2 separate regions of the Gasterosteus aculeatus genome follow, and region 2 is linked to region 1. A link is a contact called in public Hi-C data. All regions are on one chromosome and are shown on one strand. Each heading gives the region's core, a stretch centred on a gene start, on an enhancer-like site or on the middle of the called end of the contact. The rest is flanking DNA. Distances are from core to core; before and after follow the strand shown.

Region 1 (3,873 bases), core at 765-3,264:
TCTTTCACCGAATTCAAAAACAGAACCGACATGAGTCCTCTGCATGGCGCTTCGTGTAAGGCCGTGTTTTTACTGCTGGATGCGGGTTATGAGTGCAGTGGTTGCCATAGCAACACAGTCATAATTTATCATAACCAAGTGGCTAATATGCCTATGAGCGCTTTGTGATCTTTGACCTCACCCTCACTGGCTGAAACACTTAATATTCCCATGCTATTGTCTGCTAATTCTTCTCCCCCCTCACTCTCTCTCACTCAGCAGCTCTCGTTAAACGCATGTAATTGCCTAATTCAACATGCATTAGAAATGTAGTGTTTAAGTAATCATCTCAGATAAGATTGGCATTACATTTCAATTACCTTGTCGGTGCGTTATCTTAGCCGCAGTGTACATAACAATTAACTAATCACCGCAGCTTGACGGCAACAGCTGTTATGTATACACAACATGTAGTCACATATTCACAAAATCTTATTTTATAACATGTTTTCTTTTTAATTGTTGAAACTGTCAATCAATTCAACAGAGAGAGCCTGCTGATGAGATCGTGCCTACATTTATATGCAGAAAACTAAGGTGTAAGTCTGCTGTTCATCATTGTTTGTTTGTGCAAACATATTTAGTCAACAGTCAAATATATATAATAAACCAAATAATCTTAAACAAAGAAAACTGTTAATTTGATGAAGTTAATGGTAGGAAAAGAAACAGTTTGAGATCATTTGTCATGAATTGAGTTCCCCTTGAACTGCAGGACTGAAAGCCGTACAGATGACTTGCAGAAACCGTAGCAGATGTTTTCTGTTAAGTGGGGTTGCCCTTAAATAAGCTTGGGTTACCACTTTTACTCCTTCCCTCCGGCTACACGTTTTATTAAAGGAACAAGTGAGGAATATTGGCTAATAACTTCCTTACTTAGTCTTGTGGGTTTCTAGGGGAACGGCATCGTGCATGTGTGTGTCGTTGTTGCTGTGTGTGTGTGTGTGTAAGAATTCCTGCTTTTGTGACCCACCAGGTCCTGGTGGAAACCAATCATTTCCTCTCTTCTCCGTCTACATACAAAGACAATCTGGAAATATTAATATTAAAGGTTTTAATGTGATTGCATTTGGATCATGCTCCGATCAACCCTTTACCAATTACTCTCTCACAAGCACAGACACCCACACACGCGCGCGCACGCACAGACGGAGCTTGTGGAGGTGTACTCTGCGTGACAGGGAGATAAAGGTCATAAGATACAGAAGCAGAAATACGGGTAACAGCAGATTTGGGGGAGAGATATAATGTTGAATTTCATGTTCATGCCCGAATGATGAACCTGCACGTTTTCTAAAATACTGATGTTTGTCAGTCATGCGGGTTTGGACAGTTACAGCCGGAGATCCACTTTTTACCTGCAAGATAACAACCCGAAACAGTTTGATTGCAACTTCAAAGTGCAAGACTAAGATTTGTGATATTTACGAGGGAAAACACATGCTTTTTTTAATCCACTGTCATATCCTAGTCTGAATGAAAATGTTGCCTTTATTGTATTTGATCAAAAAGTATTACAAGTAACGTCAAAAACAAGTACAGCACCTCAAAAATAAACAGCTTATTCATTAGCTGTATTGAAATGTTGTTTACACAACACAACGGAGAATACATTAGGAGGATCATTTAAACACCAAAGAACTAGCAGAGCGGGATCTGAGTGAGATATGCGTGTGTTTTATATTTGCCCTCCCTAGAAATCATTTTTATTGAGTCATATTTAGAATATAGTTCTGCGCAATCTTTATTTTTTTATTTGCCCACAGCAAGTTTAATGCACAGAGAAATTGAAACATTTGTTTACAACAGATTGTTAAATTTGATTTATTTTATTGTCAAATGAAATGCGATGGAAACGTGTTATTTTGGCTACTGGTGAGGCGCAGAAGAGAGGAGACACGCAGCAGTTAGCGAGTCTGACCGCAGACTTATATTTAGATCAGGGAAACCACAATGTCTTGTTTCTCAACCGTCTCTTCTTCACTCACATGCAACATGGAAAGAAGTGCGCAGTTCCATCCGTCGCGGCGCTCTCTATCTCTGTGCGCCTCCCTCTCTGTTTATCTTTTTCCTTCTCACACATTCCACCTCTTTTGTTCTCTCACCTTTAAACACTCCCCCACTTGACTCTGTGCGTTCTTTATCTCACATCTTTGTTATTTCGTTGCGTCTCTCACTTGCTTGTTTTTCGATGTTTCTCTCATCTGCTTTTTTCTTATTTCCCTCACAAGCTCTTTTCTGCCCCTGGGTCCTCGTTCCTCCTCCACCTCACCATGCTTTGGCCCCCTGATATTCCTTCTATTCATCTGCAGCTGCGTCTGAATTGAGCTGAGCACATGTGCCTCCGGAGAAGCCTTAAAAAAAAAAGAAAAGAGAGGAGGAAAAAAAACAAACCGATTGTGGTGAGCAGTGACCCCCGAGGGTTCATCACAAACCAGACAGCACGCAGGGCCTTCGCCTGGAAACCTTTTGTTCTCGACCCTGTTTGGAGGGGGTAAAAGTGTTTGGGGAGCATAGAGCAACCTCACCGCGTACCTGAGCCAGGGGCTGAAAGACGAAAGGCTCCATGGGAGCACAAGACCTTAAAAGGAGGCAAGTCCGCCTCCTTTGACCTGTAAACCGCTCGTCTCATAAGAATGTTCACGGCCGGCAGATAAACTCGCTCTCCTTCCTTCAACGTTTGGTACGTCTTTACCAACGTTTGTTCTCACGTTGTCCCTGATAGACCGGGCCTGCACGCAAATAACGTGACATTTTCAAAGGGGATGCGGGATGGAGAGCGGGTCAGGGATGGGGGAGGGAGGGAGGGAGGGAGGGAGGAATGCGCATCGAGTGATCCCGTGATCTGCTCGCAGACGAGCCCTCGAACGCCGGCACAATGAGCACTCTATCGGGGAGCTAACCAGCCGTGTCAGGCCATTGCCTGTTTGATTAAAGGGCAAGAAAGAGGGGCTCTATCCGCTAATGATTAGGGGGCAGAACAAAACTTATTTTGTTTTTTCGATCGGTACGGCGGGGAGGAGGACCTCTCCGTGCAGTTTTGTCGAGTCCGGCATTAGACGAAAATGTCAATGTCTGACCTGATGTTTGGGTGGAAGGATACAGTGGCTTATCCAGGCAGAGGTCAGGGAGCCCAAGAAAAGTCAATATCAGATGCGGAGATGTGTTCAGGCTTAAGGAAACACAACACACACACACAATTCTCCGTTCCTCCCCGTTCCTTTCAGGCTGTCAAATAATTACACCACTACTTGATGTTTCCACCCGCAATGATGTTATTGCTTAGTGCCACTACTGACAGAACAGAGGCTCAGAACGCCGATCACACCATCAACTGTCTTCTTCTTTCGACGTTTACAATTTAGGGAATGTCCGTCAAACTTTATGCTTTTTAAAGCGGTTTGTTGATGAGCATCTCCTCGTGGCTCAAAGAAGCTTTCAGGAGAGTTTCAGTCTCACTCTCACAGACAGATCGAGTCGGTAGAGAGCAAAAGCACAGCTAAAGGAGAGTGAAAGGAGTTGGATCAGGGATTTTAGTCTATAACAAAGTCATTGCTACAGCTCATGTTGGAAAAGGTGCTCATGCTGTGTGAATCCAGGACAGACTGTTTTATTAACATTGATACATTTGTTCAGAAAATGTGCTCTGCAGGTTTAAGCTCTTTTAGTTCACACCACAAAGAATTAGGACTCTTTGACATAAAACATTTTGAAACAGCATCTAAAGACACTTTTAAAATGTAACTAATGTTACGTTATTACTGCACCTGTACCTTTACGATGACATGCTCAAAATCTCTGCCAACATCCTCTCTGTTATCAAAAGCTGACATT
Region 2 (3,850 bases), core at 1,025-3,524, 38 kb before region 1:
TTTCTGACGCATCAACCGAAAGGCCGGTGCACTCAGAACAACAATCACTCCTACGTCATTCAGGTCATGGGACGTCTACTGGAGCAGAGTCAACGCAGACCTTCCGCATAAGAAGTGAAAGTAAGATGCAAAAGGGAAATCGGAAAATATCCAGTTCCGGCATATTAGATGATTTCATTTTGAACATTTCAAAGGGGGCTCCTTCTGGCGTCCCACCTTCTGCAACCCACCACCCGCTTCTGAGGAACCTGCTACGGTGTGTGCGCCCTTACGCATTCGACAGGTATGCACATGATAAGGGCCGCCATTCCGGTTTAGTCAGGTGATACTTGGTGTTGAGCGTTACCTGTTAGGGTTGCTCGTTACAAAACCAGGGGAAGTAAAACCAAAATAAGAGCAATGAGTTACATCTGTTCCAAAAAGGTAAACGTTGTGACGTTGTGGGACAGTGAGTCAGCGCCCGGGACAGTGGCGTTAAACCGGCCCGGCCTGGCAGCTTCTGGTCGGCCCCACCTACAAACAAACCATCTCAAAGCAACGACTTCCTGTCTCTGCGGATGGAACACAAAACCTAAATAACAATGTTGTCCAAGCATCGTGGATCAGACATGCCCTGTCTTTTATTTATTTGTATCTGTAACCTCCCCTGCATCTAGTCTCTGCCAGTGCCACCACAACTCTGAGACTGGGATAATAATAATAATAATAATAATAAAATAACCTCTGGACTGAACGAGTCCCCTCACGATCATCTCAATTTGGCACACAAGTGCTGATACACTCATGGTCGAAGCATGTGTGAACATAGATGTGTAACACACACACACACACACACACACACACACACACACACACTCGTCACTTGAATGGAATTTGGGGGAAAACATGTTCGCGTAAGTCCTTGAGAGGCTGCGACAAAACAGTCGAAATAGTTCCCGTTTTGTTCCCGCTTCGTGCATCGGACACGTGTGTTTTTATCTGGCAGGACTATAAAGTCACACGCGCTACAGTCAGCTCGTCACAAACTATTTAAAAAACAAAAACGGTCTCTCGGAGCGGAGACAAACGTATCAAAGTGATGTCCAATGTCTGAAAGTAGTTCTGGTGCGTTTGATGAGGTCCGAAAGAGAAAAAAAGGGTCAAAATTCACTTAAAGTTCGCGCACATTTTGTAGAAGTCGGTTGTTTTTATCACAAAAACCGACAAAACAGCCAAATCGCACTGTTAAATCCACTTAAGTGGTTGACTTAATTCATGGCACCATTGCAGCGTCACAAACTACCCAAAAAGCGACGGATAGACGCAAAGTTGTGTAGCGCAAAAGAAACGCGGTGAAAGCAACAATGTTGCAAAAAACATCCGATTGAAAAAGATATTTTAATCACAACAACCAGTCAAAGGCTCGGTTGTTACTGCCCCCCCACCCCCCCAAAAAAGCTTCGTGACAGGGAGGGAAAGAGCCAAATCAGCACAATCTGCACGCTCTGAAATAAGAAGACAATAATAAGTGCCACATTACGGAAACATTCAGAAAGCGAAGTAGAGCTTCGCCGCACAGAGAAGATTCATTTTAGTTTTCATCCAGTTGGTCGGATTGAACTGCAGCAGACGACCATGTGAACGCTTCAATCCTCTCCTCAAATCCACATTTAAATGACATAAAAACCCGCCCAAGGCTCACCTTGCTCTTCACCTCCACGGCGTTACAATCCGCATTCCGCAGAGGTTGCGATCTATTAAAGCTCCGATTCATTTTTTCTTTTTTTAAAGGTTGCACTTTAAAAAAAAAAAAGGGAGAATTGTTCAGCCGCCTTTGCCCGCAGAAAGAGCGGCTCCGGTCCCGGGATTTCTGCTACCAAAACGCCTTCTTGCTTCGTCCCAGGAAGGAGGAAGTTCGTGTTATTTCACCTCCTGTTTGTTCTTGTGATGCGACCCGCCGGACACGGGAGAGGACTTCACGGCAGAACAGGAGGAGAGCAACTCACCGCGGTGACTTGGGAGTGCGAGTTAAGTTTTGGAATGACATCAGCCCTCGTAATGAAAAAAAAGGGATTCTGTGAGGCCTCCACGTGGTGCTCGTAATTTCGAGCTTCCTCTGCCGATGCCTCGTAGTATACACAACAGTAGCCTAAATATTACATAGACATATATTATCAAGAATACAATGGACAACGTTGTTATTTTCTTTCTTAATACAGTTGTAATACAATGTACAGGTTAATACAATGTACCTTACAAACCAATCACGCCAGATCAACCATGCTTCACCTAGCACATTTTGATTAATGTGGTTTAAAGTATTTAAGGTGGACATATTATTTAATTCTGGACTTAAATCTCCATAATTCCATACATACAATTATTTTTTATGTTTGACCATTTAAAAATAATAATAAAGATTCCGACAGTACGTGAAGGCAACACACCGCACACCGGTCCTCCGGTGCGCCAGAGGACGCATTTCTCAATGCAAATGTTCTCGAAGCCTCTCATTTGAAAATGAGTCATATTTAATAATTATGGACCACAGTGTACATTGGGACCGAGAATAGCATTGGTTTCAACTTAATTATGTGTGCTACACTACGCTTCGGGTAAAGAGAGGCCTCTGGCTGCTATCCTGCTCTACAACATTCCCGGCCCCTGAAGCCACCTGTGCACAACAGCTGCTGCTTGCAATGGCATCCAGTAGCTGCACACTTTTCTTGTACACTCATTCACGAGGAATGGGTGGACCAGTTAGAAACTCCCCAAGCCGGGGAGGCTGAGGCTAGTTGGAGGCTAGTTTCACCCATGCAGGCCGTGAAGGCGTATAGACCCACCTAAATGAGATGTACCCATATTTTCCTCTGGGGTCTTATGAACTATGTGTGGTATTTCTATCTCGGGTGTATCAATGTTTGTGTTTTGTTTCCATTAACGGTTGCAGAGTGAATTTCTGTCGTGGGATTGTATGTTTTGTTCTTTTTTCTCGGGTGGAGGGCACGTTTTTTTCTTCTTCTTCTTATTATTTAAATTTCCGCGGCTCTGTTCATCGATTGAGTGGATTGTGTCACTTGAGGCCAGGAGCTTGCTTTTTGCTGTTTTGATGTCAGTTTCACTTCACTTCCATCGAGTCCATACAAGGAGTCAACCACCCGGAAGCAGAATCGGATCAGAGTGGAGTGTGACTGTGAGTATCTCACTGCGTTGTGTTTTTACCGGTCAGTAAATCTGAAAAGATATTTCTGTCGTCTCACAGCAACAAGTTCTGCTAAATATTGTACTTTATAGCCACAGTGTTTTCATCTGAGTAGGGACTATATGGTACACGGGTGCATCCCACATTATTGAAGTATGCCTTTGGGGTGTTATTTTAGGGTACAAAGTTCGGTGAAGTTGACCCCTGGGATCTTTTTCTGAACCAGAGTTTATGTCACTGGTGTTTATTACAGAAAGTGGGCTGCACTAGTCCAATCTTAAATTGACTAATGATCGACAATGATTACAATGCTAACCCCCGGAAATATTTATTGCTTACTATGAAAAACCAGAATTATATTGTTGCTGCATCTTATTTTCCTTTTATATATACATATTTATTCAGGGATATTATTTAAGCAATAACATAAGAATGACTTCATTGTGTGAGAATGTGTATCACTGTTGGTAATCCACCAACGTATTTTAAGGGAACACAAATTGCCCATTCAAATGCAAAATGCAGAGTCCATGCAGAGGTAGACTGAGTTGCACATCTTTTTTAGCTTTATTCTTTAATTACTTGAGAGTCAGTTTGAAAGTGAGGAGGACCATCAAACTAAATATAAAGCCCAAATAGTACATGTAAAATTAAATCATGAAGTGTATA

What was found. A called contact is a pair of places that touch in the nucleus more often than the background predicts.
Region 2: a contact with region 1 is called in a Hi-C map of skeletal muscle, with 2.6 times the contacts expected there. The contact joins the promoter of pard6gb here to the enhancer-like site in region 1. A contact is called at or near these places in 3 of 6 Hi-C or Micro-C datasets (skeletal muscle and tail fin).

The regions. Positions count from the first base shown.
Region 1 is chr10:7,411,787-7,415,659 of fGasAcu3.hap1.1, reverse strand. No RefSeq gene overlaps it. Among protein-coding and RNA genes, the nearest start is that of jarid2b, 36 kb to the right of the region's middle. Within about 2 kb of position 2,014, at least 3 of the 9 cell types and tissues checked have open chromatin away from gene starts, as enhancers often do.
Region 2 is chr10:7,449,937-7,453,786 of fGasAcu3.hap1.1, reverse strand. It overlaps pard6gb (par-6 family cell polarity regulator gamma b), which reads right to left and starts at 2,274. Exons shown (of 3, transcript XM_040189249.2): 1 at 1,682-2,274. The coding sequence starts at 1,753.